Linked DNA regions of Mus musculus: region 1 is linked to region 2. A link is a contact called in public ChIA-PET data. All regions are on one chromosome and are shown on one strand. The core of a region is the stretch at or near the end of the contact, and the rest is flanking DNA. Distances in the headings are between cores, read along the strand shown. Region 1 overlaps Pde6h (phosphodiesterase 6H, cGMP-specific, cone, gamma). Region 2 has its middle 22 kb from the start of Plbd1.

Evidence for each region. ChIA-PET counts read pairs in DNA pulled down with a chosen protein or histone mark.
Region 1: a contact with region 2 is called in an RNA polymerase II ChIA-PET map of memory CD8 T cells, with 11 read pairs. The contact joins two enhancer-like sites. A contact is called at or near these places in 1 of 115 datasets of contacts at active chromatin or transcription factors (memory CD8 T cells) and 1 of 9 other capture datasets (liver).

What each region holds. Positions count from the first base shown.
Region 1 is chr6:136,962,759-136,966,877 of GRCm38.p6, reverse strand. It overlaps Pde6h (phosphodiesterase 6H, cGMP-specific, cone, gamma), which reads right to left. Exons shown (of 4, transcript NM_023898.4): 4 at 3,395-3,685. The coding sequence ends at 3,609. Among named protein-coding and RNA genes, the nearest start is that of Pde6h, 10 kb to the right of the region's middle. Within about 2 kb of position 1,542, at least 151 of the 459 cell types and tissues checked have an H3K27ac peak or open chromatin away from gene starts, as enhancers often do. A contact at or near this core is called in memory CD8 T cells, where this site is marked.
Region 2 is chr6:136,681,661-136,685,626 of GRCm38.p6, reverse strand. No RefSeq gene overlaps it. Among named protein-coding and RNA genes, the nearest start is that of Plbd1, 22 kb to the right of the region's middle. Within about 2 kb of position 1,761, at least 105 of the 459 cell types and tissues checked have an H3K27ac peak or open chromatin away from gene starts, as enhancers often do. A contact at or near this core is called in memory CD8 T cells, where this site is marked.

The sequences.
Region 1 (4,119 bases), core at 293-2,792, 280 kb before region 2:
GGAGCTTCTTAAGAATAGAGACAAAGGGGTTTGAGTTCGATGCTGTGCTGGACAGTTTTATGTCAACTTGGCAAGCTAGCGTCATCCAAGAGGCGGGAGCCTCTACTGAGAAAAATGCCTCCATAAGATCAGGCTGCAGGGAGGCCTGTAGAGCAGTTTTGAATTAGAGATTAATGGAGGAAGGCCCAGCCCAGGAGGGTGCCATCCTTGGGCTGGTGGCCCTGGGTTCTATAAGAAAGCACGCCTTTAATCCCAGCACACAGGAGGTAGAGGCGGGTGAATCTCTGAAGCTGAGGCCAGCCTAGTTTACAGAGCTACTTCTGGTACAGCAAAGGTAACACAGAGAAACCCTGTCTCAAAAGGAGGGGGGGCGGGGGGGGGAGAGGGAAGGAGAAGGAAAAGAAGAAAGAGAAAAAGGAGGAGAGAAAGAAAGAAAAAAGAGAAAAAAAGGGAGAGAGGGAAGGAGAGTTAGAGAGGAAAGAAGAAAGGAAAAAGAAAGCTGGCCAAGAAATCCATAGGAAGCAAACATAGAAGCAGTGTTCCTGCGTGGCCTCTGCATCAGCTCCTGCCTCCGGGCTCCTGCCCCGCTGGAGTTCCTGTCGACTTCCTTCAATGATGAACTGCAATGTGGGAATGTAAGCTGGTGAACTTTCCTCCCTAACTTGCGTTCTGGTTATGGTGTTTCATCACAGCAATAGAAATCCTGACTAATACAGCTGAGATGCAGGCTCCATCAGCGCCTGCTCACCACCCAGGGCTGGCCATCTGTGTGACGCATCTATGCTGCAGGGCTGGCCTTCTGTGTGACACATCTATTCCGCCTCCTCACTACGACTTCACAAACATTGGAAGGTGGCTGCCAGTTTCTGTTCCAGGCTCTGTGTCATCGATCCTTCCACTGTCCCTCCTGCAGCATCATGTCCCTGATCCTTCTCCTCCCTGGCCGTTAGATATGTCTGTGTAATGGTTGGTCCTGGTTGTCAACTTGACTAGATTGAGGGATAGCTAGTGGATTAGAAAGGCATGTGTTTGTGATAGTGTTTCCTGGAACAATCCGATAATGAAGATCTGAGATACTGAACAGATTAGTCCCATGATCAAATTATAATATAATCTGAGAGTGTATTGAGAGGTGGTGGAAGTGGAGGCGGTATTTAGTTGGAGGAACTAAATCACTAGAGGCATCCTTGGGGCCTATATATCCCTGTATCCCACCTCTCTCCCTGCTTCCCAACTGCCACAATGATGTGAACTGTCTCACACAATGGACTGAATCCTCTAAAAATGTTGGCCAAGATATGTGTAGTCCCTTCAAATTGTTTCCCGATATTTTGTCCTGGCTATAAGAGAGGTAGCTAACACACACCCTTTTCTTCAGTCTGTTTTGTTGACATTGTTTCGTCTTTAGGGGGGGGGGAATCCCATCTATAAAGTAAACTAAGTGTGAACCAGGGCCTTGTGCAGCTGAAGAACTAGACCTCCCTACTCCAAAGACCAACCACAAGGCAGGACTAAGGGGTGATGGTTGTCAGGTGCCACAACTGACTCACGGTGTCTGGAGGGAAGACAGGGAGGCCACGGGGAGTTTCCTGCTGCAGTGCAAGCTCACATTCCCCTGCTGTCTCCTTCATCAAACACTTCCACTTTCAAGTTCATATTTTGCTTTTTCTCGTCTGTTTCTAGCTTTATGGCTAGAAGATTATTCAGCCATTACAAAGTAATTGTCATAGCACTGGTGGCAGGGGACAGGCTCATGAGAGCTGAGTCCCTCTCCTGAGTCTCCCCTTTTCATGCTTAAGTACTGAAGACCACAAAGCCATTTATTTTACCGCCGCTGTGAACCTCAAATTATGGAATTCAGGCAAATTGGAGGGTCTAGGGGGTGAGTTTCATGCAATTCACTGATAGCCTCAAGAGAGAGATGCGAGCCTTCCCTACCCATCCTCCTCTTTTCCTTCTCTTCAGTTAATTTCCTCCATTCTTTTACCACACATTACAAAACTGAAATGAAGAAATTCACGTTCTCAGCAACAAAGCCTAAAACCACAGGTGGCGCTCACTTGCATTACACAACTGCCTTTAAAAAACGTTGTGGAAAGACAGCTATGTGCACATGGCTTTTAACACAACTTCTGGGGTGAAGCAAACCGGCACTTTACTTAGAGGGCTTTTGTGTCAGAGTCTGAACTTCACAGCCTCGGGAGTTTTCTCACTGGTGGTTTAAAAGCGGTTTGTTATAGATTGCAGAAAGCCAACCAATGGGTATTCTGATAGCTGTGAGTCTCAGAGTAATTGGGCAGAGTAATTTTAATGAATAAATGAAAGGGAATTTTGTGGAACCAGAGCCCTAAGCTCACATCGTCAGGGTTCTAAGTTTAACTTTTCAGTCTTTAAGACTGAGTGAGAGCAGCAGGCAACCTCTGAGGTAACCTACTTGGATTTAGTAAAACTCCTGGGTAAAGGATTTTCCCAATTGCAAAGCAGAATTATTTCTTGACTCTTAACACTAGACTGGCTCTTTTGTAAGCCTTGCTACCTACTTCCTGTGTGGCCATGGCTCCTTTAGACATTTGCATACAGTGTTTAACACAGCTCCACTATAAAAATCAAAATTCCTCTATAGATAAGAAGGGAGGACTGGCCAGGCGTGGTGGCACATGCCTTTAATCTCAGCACTTGAGAGGCAGAGGTAGGCGAATTTCTTAGTTCGAGGCCAGCTTGGTCTACAGAGTGAGTTCCAGGACAGCCAGGGCTACACAGAGAAATCCTGTCTCAAAAAAAAAAAAAAAAAAGCAAAAACAAAACAAAAATAAAAACAAGAAGGGAGTACTGTGATGTAAACCATTACAGAATACTCTTCTCTGAACATGACATGACTACTGCCATCTTAAAATCAGGATGGCTATGATGTCAGCTGTCATTAAAAGACTGGGCCTTAAAACATCCCTTCACAGAGATCTCTCAAGGGGAGAAGGTGGCACCTACTTCAGTGGTATAACTTCCTGTAAGTTGCCCCTGCCTTGGAAGTAGCCCCTTACTCAGAGTCTTAGAAGTAATCATAATTAAAGTCACCAATTAAGTGAATTCAACTTGAGTGGAATTGTTTCCTGTGTGTCACTGGTGGCCCAGTTGATTTAAAGATGTTTGTTCAGATTTCCCTGGATGTATTACACTGTAATTTTGTTTTGTTTTTTTGTTGAGGGATGGTCTCACATCTAGCTAGTCTGGAACTCTCTAGGTAGACCAAGCAGATCTATAAAAATTCTATTAGAATCTTTCAAATGTATTAATGCTATCCTATAATTCTACTACTAACATAGGGAGTGTCCAGCCTACATTTAAACAGATTATGGAGAAGTGTGGACGACTTCAAAACAGCAGATAGAAAAAGGTGTAAAGTTGGGGAAACCCCCCAAAAACTGCCGTTTTATTCAACAATGAAACTGAACTACCATTCAGGAAAGAACACGTACCATAACTCATGGGTCAGGGCCATATACGGTCCTTCCAAATACTGGGTTTCAAGACTCAGAAAGACCAATTAGGTAAAGCAATGACACTCTCAAGAGCAGCAGTCGCTCTCGAGAGCAGCCGAGCCTCTGGGCTCCTCATATGATCCCGAACTGAGCAAGCTCATGCAGCTCCAGATGGCTGAACGCTTCCCAGGGACAGATGACCGTGATATCTGCAAGAGACAGAAGAAAACCTCAGCCAACCACTCACCGGTGGGAGGACCCACTCCTGTAAGAAGACACCCTCGGAACAGTTACACTCCTGCACGCTCCATTGCTGGGAAGGCATGGGCAAGGACCCCACAGCCATGGAGGATGTAAATAAGCACATAAGAAACACACACACACAAACGCACGCACACACACATGCACACACAACACACACATACATGCACACATGCAAGCACACAGCAATTTTATTCATGAATGCTAATACTTGAAAGAAATCAAGATGTCCTTCAACAGAATGCCCTTAAAATAGAACTGAATGAGCTATTGTGGCTGAAGAGATATTTCTGTGGTTAAGAACACTGGCTGCTCTTTCAGAGAGCCTGGGTTCAGTTCCCAGTACCCGTAGAGTAGCTCACACCTGTCTGTAATTCCAGTT
Region 2 (3,966 bases), core at 512-3,011:
AGCCACCCATGACTGCAGGAGACTCTGCAGATAAAGCCAGGCAGACAGGAACACCACGATGAAAAAGGGAGTCCTCCATTTTATATCCGAGCTCGGAGAGCCATCCAGTCATAGGGCACTACGACAGGGACTGTGGGTATGGGGGAAGAGGAAGAGCTCCCATGTCCTGCCAGAATTCCTGTGCTCTGGGCAGGCAGACTCGGGAGGACTGCTGGACGCTTTCCACTCGGCCCTGGGTGGGCATCTGGCTGTGTGAAGCCACTGACCCCACTCGGCAGCTGGGGGTGGACAAGGGGCAGCCCCCGATACCAGGGGCCCCAGGGCGACACTCTCGGCCCTGGAGATACGGAAAAGAGAGCAGAGGGAAAGAGGTTCCCACGCAGGTGAGAGTCCTTAGTCCAGTCCGTGGCTGGAGCACAGGAAGTCCTTCTGACGAGAGATTAGGCACTGCTCATTAGGAGAAAGCCTATCCCATCATCCAAGCTCGGCAGGCCTTGATGAACAGAGACAGTTTATGGTTTTAGAGCTTTATTGTAGAAAGGCAAGGGGAAAGAGAGAAGGTAAAAGAGAGAGAAACTGGCCATGGTCAAAAGGAGAGAGGGGGGAAATGAGAGAGAGAGAGAGAGAGAGAGAGAGAGAGAGAGAGAGAGAGAGAGAGAGAGAGAGAAAGGCTAGAGTAAGAGGGAAAGAATAAGAGGGAGAGTGTAAGAGGGAGAATAAGGAAAGTAAAAGTTTAAGAGAGTAAGAGGGAGAGAGTAAGAGAGTGAGAAGGAGCCAAACAGCCCCTCTTATGGTGGGCTTGTTATCTTGTTGCTAGGTAACTGGGAGTAGTCTAGCCTGAAGGTCAGAAGCTTGGGACATTGTCTACTCAACTACTAGCCACACACTTCTCCTGTGGGGGTTGTGGGGGGGGGGTAAACTTGACAGGAGCCAGGAGTCCAGGAGACATGAGGGAACGCCTCTCATCCCATACAGGTGAATTATCACCTCCAGGTCCTACCAGGTTTCACAACCTCAGCTTGACTGGAGACCAAGCTGTCTGTGTAAAGCCCAATGCCCCACAGGGTTCTTCAACAACAATACATGGGCTTTATTACAATGTGGATTAAGATTCAAGTCTCCCATGATAAGGTTGGGTTCTCACAAGCCGGGCATGATGGGACACCTCTGCCATTCCAGCACTGGGACAGGGAGGCAAGGACGGACGAGGAGTCTGTCCAAGGTCAGTCTTGCTGTAGCCATTGCTTATTCCCCTAGGAAGGACAAATGACAAAAACAGATTAGGGAAGCAAGGGTGTGTTTTGGCTTTTGCTCCAGAGCTTGTAGACTTTAGTGGCAGGAAAGAGCTTGAGAAAGAAACCTGGGTTGAACTAAGATCCTAGGACACAACAAACACTGGCCAAGTCACCTCCCCCAGAGGCTTGCTTTGGTTCCTTAAGAGCCTCCTGAGAGAGTGCAAGGCCTCGTGAAGGCTGCATCTGCATTTGCAGTTGGGCTCAGATGACCTTGAACCTTAGGGGAAGGGCGTGCCTAACATGTGAGATGTGTTTAACTCAGTGTTGAGCTACCTGGGTATTTGCAACCATTTTACAGACTAGGGGGAAAAAAGCCAGCCATGAATAAGAACATTTTTGACAAGATGAACTGGATGTTGTGAGTCTAGGGAGACCCAGAATCGGACCCTGACAAGGAAAGTGACTGACATAGAGGAACTTAGTAAACCGCCCACAAAGAGGAACTGGGAGGGTTTAGCTGTGGTTTCACAGCTGGGCCAAGCAGCACTGTGAAATATCCCACAGGCATCCTTCAAAGAGGGGAGGCTGAGGCAGCAGGATTGCCAAGAGTGTGACACCAAGCCTTGGCTTCATGAGTTCATAGACAGCTTGGGCTACAGAGTGAGGCCACGTCTCAGAAAACCAAAACAGCTAAGCTAACCAGCGCAGGAACACCTGTGACCCAGAGACTGTCTATGTTATGATTGTTAATTAGAGAGAACCCAGTGGCACGGAACTGTCAAGTAACCTCGTGGTTAGTGGCAAAACAAAATTTCGAAATGGTATAATTTCACCCCCAAAACACAGACTTACCCATGTTTCAATCGGCAGAATGAGGGGATGGAAGGAAGGAAATCAGAAGGGGGCGATCAGGAGCTGGTTCAGCTGGGGATATGGAGCATACTGCCCCCACAGGGACCTGAGTTCAGTTCCCAGCACCCACATTAGGAGACTCACAACTACCCGTTGTTGTGTTTTATAAAAAAGATGGAGAGAAGGAATATGTTTGGTAGAAGTATGGTAAGGTGTGGAGGAAGGGCCCTCTGCAGGCCCATGCTGAGGCATCTCTGTCCCCCTGAGGGACCAGCCACACAAGGGTATAGTATAGAATAGAGTTTGTTTAGAGCATGGGATGGAAGTCAAGAGAGAGGCAGGGAGCGGGGTAGAGGAGAGGAGGGAAGGAGAGGGGAGGGGAGGGGAGGGGAGGAGAGACTGGTCATCAGGTCATGAGCACATGGAGAGAGAGGGGGGAGGGGAATGGGGAAAGAGGGGTAAGCAGGAGCAAGATGTCAGGAGAGTGAGGAGGAGACAAGTGGCCCCTTTTATAGTGAGTCAGGCACACCTGACTGTTGCCAGGTAACTGATGGGAACTAAAAAGGGGGGCCTGGGGAAGAGGAGGGAGGAAAAACCCACAACCCTCCAGAGTTTTCCCTATCCTCTGGTCTATCAGGCATGGAAGAGCTGCCATACACTTTCTACTCAGCCCTGGGTGAGCATTCAAGCCTCTGACCCTTCAGGGGGCGGCCAAGGGGCAGCCCTACCTAGGAACCCCGGAGCTACTTCGCTAAAGCCACCAGGGTTATAGGAGAGAGGGGTAAGGGAAGAGGTTCCCAACACCTGTGAGAGTGAGTGCAGCAGATCTTGACTGGAGCACAGGAAGGCCTTCTAACAGATTAGAAATGGCTCATTAGGAGAAAGCCTGTCCCATCCTCCAAACACCGTGGGACTTGATGAGCAGAGACATTCTATGGTTTTAGAGCTTTATTATAGAAAGGCAGGGAGAAGGGAGGGAGGGAGAGAGAGAGAGAGAGAGAGAGAGAGAGAGAGAGAGAGAGAGAGAGAGAGAGAGAGAGAGGAGGAACAGCTAGAGAGAAAGAGAGTAAGAGGGAAAGAGGAGAGGAGAGGAAAAGACAGAGAGAAGAAAGGAGAGAAGAGTGAAAGAAGTGAGAGGTGAGAGAACAAAGGAGTGAGAAAGACAAGTAAGAGAGCGAGGTGGGGCTGAACAGCCCTTTTTATGGTCTCTAACAGCCTCTTTTTATGTAACACGCCCGGCGTGTTACAGCTCTTAAAACAGATGCTCTTAGCTGAGGCAGTGATGGCGCGCCTTTAATCCCAGCACTTGGGAGGCAGAGACAGGCAGAATTTCTGAGTTCAAGGCCAGCCTGGTCTACAGAGTGAGCTCCAGGACAGCCAGGGGTACACAGAGAAACCCTGTCTCGAAAAAAACAAAAACAAACAAAAGACATGCTCTTAGACGACGCTTATTCCTTCTGGATAGGATCATATGTACAGTTTTGGGGTTAGTTGGAGTCTGACAGTAGGTGCTTCCTATTGGCTTGGTCTGAGATGTTAGGGATGCTTCAGCTACATGTAGAAGGGCTTGGGGAGTTGCCCCTACGTAACTGATGGCCACAAATCTCTGGGGGCGGGGGGGGGAGGATGTGTGACTGGTGCCAGGAGCCGGTAAAGCTCCTACCCTCCCTTCAGGGTCCCTGGGGCTTGTAACCTTAGCTCTACCTTACCAGGTTACACTCATACTCCACTGCCCCACAAATGTCCAATCTTGTCAAGTTGCAGAGCAACATTGTCATCTCCAAAGTTCACACCCAAGAACCAGGAAACACAGCTACAAAAGAAAATCCCCACCCCAGCCCACCTCCAGATTGTGCTAAGTAATTTTACTGCTTTGTGT